Regions from separate parts of the Columba livia genome. Here region 1 is linked to region 2. The links are chromatin contacts, called in public Hi-C maps. All regions are on one chromosome and are shown on one strand. The core of a region is the stretch at or near the end of the contact, and the rest is flanking DNA. Distances in the headings are between cores, read along the strand shown.

What was found. A called contact is a pair of places that touch in the nucleus more often than the background predicts.
Region 1: a contact with region 2 is called in a Hi-C map of liver, with 3 times the contacts expected there. The contact joins the promoter of SLC9A3 here to the enhancer-like site in region 2. A contact is called at or near these places in 2 of 2 Hi-C or Micro-C datasets (crop and liver).

The regions. Positions count from the first base shown.
Region 1 is chr2:61,944,267-61,947,645 of bColLiv1.pat.W.v2, forward strand. SLC9A3 (solute carrier family 9 member A3) reads left to right here and starts at 1,368. Exons shown (of 17, transcript XM_065052219.1): 1 at 1,368-1,825. The coding sequence starts at 1,630.
Region 2 is chr2:61,903,865-61,907,251 of bColLiv1.pat.W.v2, forward strand. No RefSeq gene overlaps it. Among named protein-coding and RNA genes, the nearest start is that of SLC9A3, 40 kb to the right of the region's middle. Within about 2 kb of position 1,292, at least 2 of the 3 cell types and tissues checked have an H3K27ac peak away from gene starts, as active enhancers do.

The sequences.
Region 1 (3,379 bases), core at 118-2,617, 40 kb after region 2:
TTCCTACATAATTTCCTTTCCCTTAAGTAATGAAAAAGCAAGGGAAATAAAAAGTCAATATGTTTTCTTGTTTGAAGAGAGGGTGCCTTGTTTTGAGGTAATAATAAGTGAATCTTCAGTGCAGTAACTTAAGAGAACTTTGCTTCTTGAGTTCCTTAGCTAAATAACATTGTTATGTGCTAATGTGAGACAGCCTTTTAATAATATTCCATGCAAATTTATTGTTTTAATTAACCAGTTAATTGATTTATAGAGTGTCTGTTCAGGTCACTTGGCCTTTGAAAAAGTACTTAGCTTTTCTCTCAAGTGATTGAAATAATAAAAATAATTTCTTAATCTTCCAAAGATTTTAAAGGAGAGCCTTAATCCTGTTCATTTTTGAACTCTTGATAAAACCATCATGTAAGTAAAACAAAAAAGGTAGTGTTTTCCCTCAGAAAGTGACAAAAGCAGCAGACTGCACAAGTGGCCAGCTGGATTGCTTCAGAGCATGCAACAGTGAACAGGAGCGGCTGCTGCTGTGGTGTGTGGAAAGGTTCACTCAGCTCTGTGTTGCCGGGAACATGCTGCTTTGCTGCCTTTTTACTGAAAGGTGATTATTGCCATGGGTCCACCTACCCTATAACACACCACATGGACCATCCAGAATATCTGGCAAATGTTATCAGAAAGAAAGAAGGCTTTAGGGGGAAAGTGGGAACCTTCTAAAACGTTTCATGTTGTAACCACACATACACACACACACACAAAGTTTTTAAATATAGCACAAATATCTGCAAACAGATATAAGCAGAAAGCCAAACCGTGCCTGCTGGTATCATGTCCCCGAGCACCGTGGGAAGAGGTGCTCTCTGGTGGTCAGAAGGAAAAGCTGCTTTGAGAAATCTGCTGTGTCTTCTGTGAGCTAGATCCTAAGGCGACTTGAAGCTGAAAAGCAGAGAAGAGTGCATTTCCTTTGTGGCAAGCGGCTAGGGCAGTGGGGCTGAGAGAGCGAGGCTGACTCACTGGGATGCCCATCGAAAGCACCCGAAGGGAGACTTAGGGATGTCTTGCTTATCCGGCTCCGATGGGAAGCAGGGGCCCCGGGCTCCACCTCGGACGTGCCCATTGGAGCCCCCCAGCCTTGGCTTCTATCGCCAGAATCTCAAGCACACTTCTTCCCAGCCCCCAGCCGAACCGGGACGGTGGACACAAGCCTCAGCCTGCCGTCACTCCCTCGGCGGAACGGAGCTCCCCTGCCGATCCCGAAGGGTGCTCAGTCAGGCCATCGCTGTCCCCGCACCGCAGCCTCCGCGGGAGCGGCAGGAAAGCTCCGCCTCCGGCCGTTCGGGAACAGCCTGATAAAGGCAGGTGCGGGCAAGCAGCAAGGATCCCAGCTCGAAGCATCTGTCTGTGCACGGAGCCCCTGACCCCTCCTTGAGCCACCCTGTGCAAAGCAGCACAGGAGCCAGCCAGTGCCGGCGCCCGGAACAGGGCTCTCACCGCCGCCTGCTGAGCGCACCGCTGTCCCGCCGCCCGCAGCCTTCGGTCGCGTCTCTGCGAAGGGACAAGGACCTCGCCCCCAAGGACCTCTGAAGAGGCGGGATTTCTCCGGGAAGGGGAAGCAGGATTTTCCTGTGTGGCTTGGAGATGAGGCAGGTATCTGGAGTGGGGTTCCTCCTGGGGCTGATGGCTCTCCCAGTGGCGCTGGGACAGAGAAGCTCGGGAAGCTCTATAAATAGCAGCCAGCATCAAAGCTTTGCCATCGTCTCTTTCGAATGGGAACACGTCAAGGACCCTTATGTCATTACACTCTGGATACTTGTGGCCAGTTTGGCCAAAATCGGTGAGTCTGTAGTTATATTAACATATGTACTTTCCCTCCCCCTTTGCCTTCTCCCACTCATGTAAATGAAGAAAGTTTATCATCAGTCCACTGACCCGTTTTCGGGGGTTTTACTGTACTCTGTTCTTATTTCATAATACTGTCCTACATGGTGCTTGGCTGTGTGATTTTTCGCCTGTCCCACTGGGTTATCTAGTTCATTTTCAACGCCTAAGGCTATGGCTCTGGCATCTGACTCTTTGCAAACCCTTGCAGTTTCTTGAAGCCTTGCGTTACTGTTGCTCCCAGGAAAAAGCTTTTTTATAGCAGTGAAAAAGAAATCAGGCTGTATTGACTATACAATACCTATTTCAGTTTATTATATGCTATTCTATTGATCGTGACTGATAGCAGTATTAGCTAACACCATCAAAAATAAACACTGTATGCTACACAAGTGAATTGAGCATTCTCTCCTTTGCAGTGCTGCTGAATTAGTGAAAGAGCGTAGTTTATAGAGATACAGCTGAAAAAAATACAAGCTTTAGAATACACAGAGCTTTTTCAAGAAATTGGAATCAGTGAAAAGCAAGGACTTAGTCTAACTTCAGTGTAAAGTGAATTTATACAAACGCTATAACTCTTGTTTTCTGAACTTCGTGACTTTTCCAAAAACAATCTTATAACACTGCTGAACTAGAATAGTCACCATTCAGTTGGAATGTATTTTATTTGGTTGATGCTCTTATTTTCAGTCCTTTTAGCTTTGGATCTAAAAGCAGTCCTGTAGTTTGGCTGATACCAAAAATATAATTTTCAATTTTCAATAAATTGTCTCTAACCCAGAAGGTATGATCAGCTGAAAACCCTACTAACAGTTTTCTGTACTTGTACCATTAATACTAATTTGGGATATTAAAATCATATTCCATGGATTTAACATGTCACAGAGAATGGAAGATGTAAAAAGATGTACTTAGATATATTCTGCTTAGCACATAAGATAAACACAGTAAGACTTGGTTGGAAAATCCTGTCTCTAAATCCAAAGAAAACATTTTAAAAATGAGGAGTAAGTTATGTAGAGGTATTGTAAAGCATTTTTCAGTTATATCTGCATCTTCGGTTTCACTTGCTTAACCATAGATATAAATGAATACCTTTGTATGAATCACTGTTGAACTACACCTTGCAAATAGTTTGTGTTCAGATGGTTGCTGCATTTTGTAGATTATATAAAAACACAGTTTTATTTTAATTTACTTTTATTGGTGGGTTATATCAAGTAGAAAACTGGGGAAACCAGATACAGGAAAAGACAGTGACAATGTTGAATCCCTATAAAATGGTGCTAAACTAAACTAATACACAGGTTGCTCATTTATACCTTCTTTTTGAGATGCTCTTTGCCCTCTGTGTTATTAAGGCTTTGCTGCTTTGTACATGTGCCACAGTTGTACAGAGTAGTATTAGTGCTGCACAACCATATCAGTGCTGTGTCAGAAACCAAATGAAGCTAATAGGACAGTTAGATTGTCCTATATTTAAATTGCAGTGGCCTGGGCTAAGATCAGT
Region 2 (3,387 bases), core at 42-2,541:
TTTTTTCCACAGCCTAAGTTTAAGAAACTTAAGTCATGCTCCTCCCACATCCATCTTTCTTCCAGCTATGTCCTTGTGTTGCTTTATTCTGTATTGACTCTGGCAGTGATTTAACCAGCTTTCATGAAATAACGGACAACAAACCCAGAATTATGCAATAGTTTTCTGCTGGGTTAGCAAGTTGAATTGCTATACTGCATGAGCTGCCAAATGCCAGAGATGGTGCAAAGCAGGAAGATAAAGCACTGGAAGTGAAGAAATGAGAAAGCAGTGAGAAAATATTAAAATGAAGACAAGATACCCCCATATATCAACTATCAATTAATCTTATACATATTAAGAAATCACATATTTAAGAGACTCTCTCTTGTGGTACCTCTACCTAACATACATACATCTGAACAATGAGTTACACATGCTGACTTGGTAGATATTTACATCCCTTGAGCATACAAATAAACTACTACCTAAAGTGCAAAATGACAGGAGCCTCAACCAATCAGCAAACTATAGCTATTCTGGTGTATAGTGTACACAGCACTTACAAATCAGAGAACGTGTACTTGTGTGTTTGGGGTTTTGTTTGTTTCTTTGTTTGTTTTTTTTTTTAATCTGATGACTCCGGATCAACAGAACAGTATTTGCATTTTCCTCTTCTTGAGAGTAGCATTTACTAAGTACATTTAAAGGCAAAACACACAACACTGCCTATGACTAAGTATTTGGAGAATATGGTGCAAAATACCCAAACCTGACTTAAATGCTCTTCTGACATAAACCACTGTGAAGTCATTTGTTATTGTATGAATTGTTGATCGGGGAAAAGTGACACCAGTTAAACTTTTACTATATTACAGTAAAGGTTGTCCCTCAAATTTTCAGCGAGCAAGAATAAAGGAAGTACTAAGATAGTACAAAGTTATCTTTTACTTATCACCGGTGAATGAGGATACGGGAAGTGCAAACTACCTTCAGAAGACGCCGAGTCAGGGATTAGCAGTGGGGTAACAGACTCCTCCCGCCGATTCACAGGCAAGCGGCAGCGATAAGGGCCTAGGCCCGACCAGCACCTCAGCCGCCAGCGGTGCGGGAATGCCAGTGCGCTCGGGCCCCACAGAGCAAATCCTCCTCCCGACCAGCGGACTGAGCTGTCAAGGAGGGAGGGAGAACCCCCGCCTCCACTTCCGATCCTCTTTCTCCGCCCCCTCCCGCGGGGCTGCGAGGCAGTTGCCAAGGTGCCAGTACGGCAACCGGACCGTCCCCATCCTCTTCTTCCTCATCTTGGAAGGGACCCACAAGGACCATCGAGTCCAACTCCTGTCCCTGCCTAGCACAACCCCCAAATTCACGCCATGTGTCTGGAGGTGTTGTTCAGTCCTACTTGAACACTTTGTCAGGCTTGGGGCAAGTGTCACCTCCCTGGCGAGCCTGTTCCAGTGCTCCACCACCCTCTGGGGGAGGAACCTTTTCCTAACGTCCAACGTAAAGCTCCCCTGGCATTCCCTCGGGTTCTGTCATTGGTCACCAGAGAGTTCACTGAGTGCACCTCCTCCTCCCCTTATGAGGAAGCTGTAGTTGCCATGAGGTCTCCCATCAGACTCCTCCAGGCCGAACAAACCAAGTGACTTTAGCCGCTCCTCATACAGCTTCCCCTCCAAACCTTTCACCAACTTCGTAGCCCTCTTCTGGACACTCTCCAGTGGCTTTATATCCTTTCTATAGTGTGATGCCCAGAGCTGCAGACAGTGCTCCAGGCGAGGCCGCACCTGTGCAGTGTAGAGCGGGACAATCATCCCCCTCGGTCGGTTGGCAATGCTGTGCTTGGTGCACCCCAGCACACTTCTTCCTTTTCCTGCTTTTCCTGCCTTAGACCTCCATTCGCCCCCGCCTGGAACACACACGTCCAGCCCTCCGCGAATCCCCTTTTCTGCAGCCAATCGCAACCTGCCGGAGGCGTGACCACGGCGGAGGGAACAACGAACAAGTTGGAGCAAGTGGGAGCGAGATGCTGGGTGGGGCTTGTCGCCGCCTCAGCGCCGAGTGAGTTGCCGGTCTGGCAGCACGCGGGGGCGCGCGGCCGTGGGCTCTGCTGCTGGCGGCGCTTGTCCGCTGCTGTTGCGGCTGCAGGGCTGGTGCTGCTTCGCTGCCGCTGCTTCCAGTCCACCTCGGGCTTGAGGCGGGGGAGCTCCTTGTTCCCTGCGCTGAGGCTGTGCGCAGCGGGAGGAGGTGTCGCCAGGCCTGGAGCTGCGGACCGGCCTCTGCAGGCACAGAAGTGCAGTGGGTGGAAGACAGCCGGGTGCGGCGGAGCGTGCCGCAACCCCGGAGTGACGCACCAGGAGGTCAGCTGGAGCTCGCCTGTTCTACTGTAAGTGCAGGACCAACGGGGCTGGATGCGGCAGCGGCGGTGGCGCTTGGAAGCGGAGCCGGAGCGCCGATTGTGCCCTTAACAACAGAGCTTGGGCTGGACGTCAGGGTAGGGAGCAGAGGAGACGCGCCGGTGTGACGCAGCCAGCCCTGCCGGGCACGGACAGAGTGTGCTGCGCCCTAGACGTTTGGAGAGCGAGGCGCTGGGCCGTTGCGTTGTGGAAGCAGTTAACGAAGGAGGAAAGACAGAGAAGTAGAAACTGGCTGCATGTGTGTATTTCTGTGCGTGAAACGGGAACGGTCACGATCTGCACTGACTGAAGATGTCCCTGCTTATTGTAGGGCCGTTTGGACTAGATGACCTTTAAAGGTCCCTTCCAACCCAAACTGTTTCATGATTCTATGAAGATGCTGTTAATACTTACAAACTATTACCATCTGCCAGCCAGTGTGGAATTTTTGCAGTAGTCGTCCTTTTGTCACATGTAGGCAAATTATTGTTGAGCAAACCCATTTGCCACCCTTTGTAAACTATGAAGTATTTTATTTCTTGGTGATGAAAAAGGAATTATGTTCCAAAAAAGTGCATAAAAAATAAAACACATTTTAACTTGCTGGACTTCCTTAATATTTTTAACTATTATGGTTTAACCCCAGCTGGCAATCACAACCAGGATAGCTGCTCACTCACTCCCCTCACTGCCCCCCCAAACAGAGGAGAGAATTGGAAGGGAGAAACTCATGGATTGAGATAAACACCCATAACAAATATACTAATAACTAGTATAACTAATAACAATATATAACAACTATAACAATAACTAATATAACATTGCTACTACCAAAATATATATAAAATGGAAATAAAAGATGCTCAAAGCAATTCCTCATGAGCTCTATGCTGAGTAACCAGTCCGAGGAAGAGAGAGAGCACCCTGGTCCCAAACAGCCAATTCTAGAGAGGGAGAGTAAACAACAGAAAGGCCCAGAGACGCTCTGCAAAACAGCAGGACAGCAAAAGGC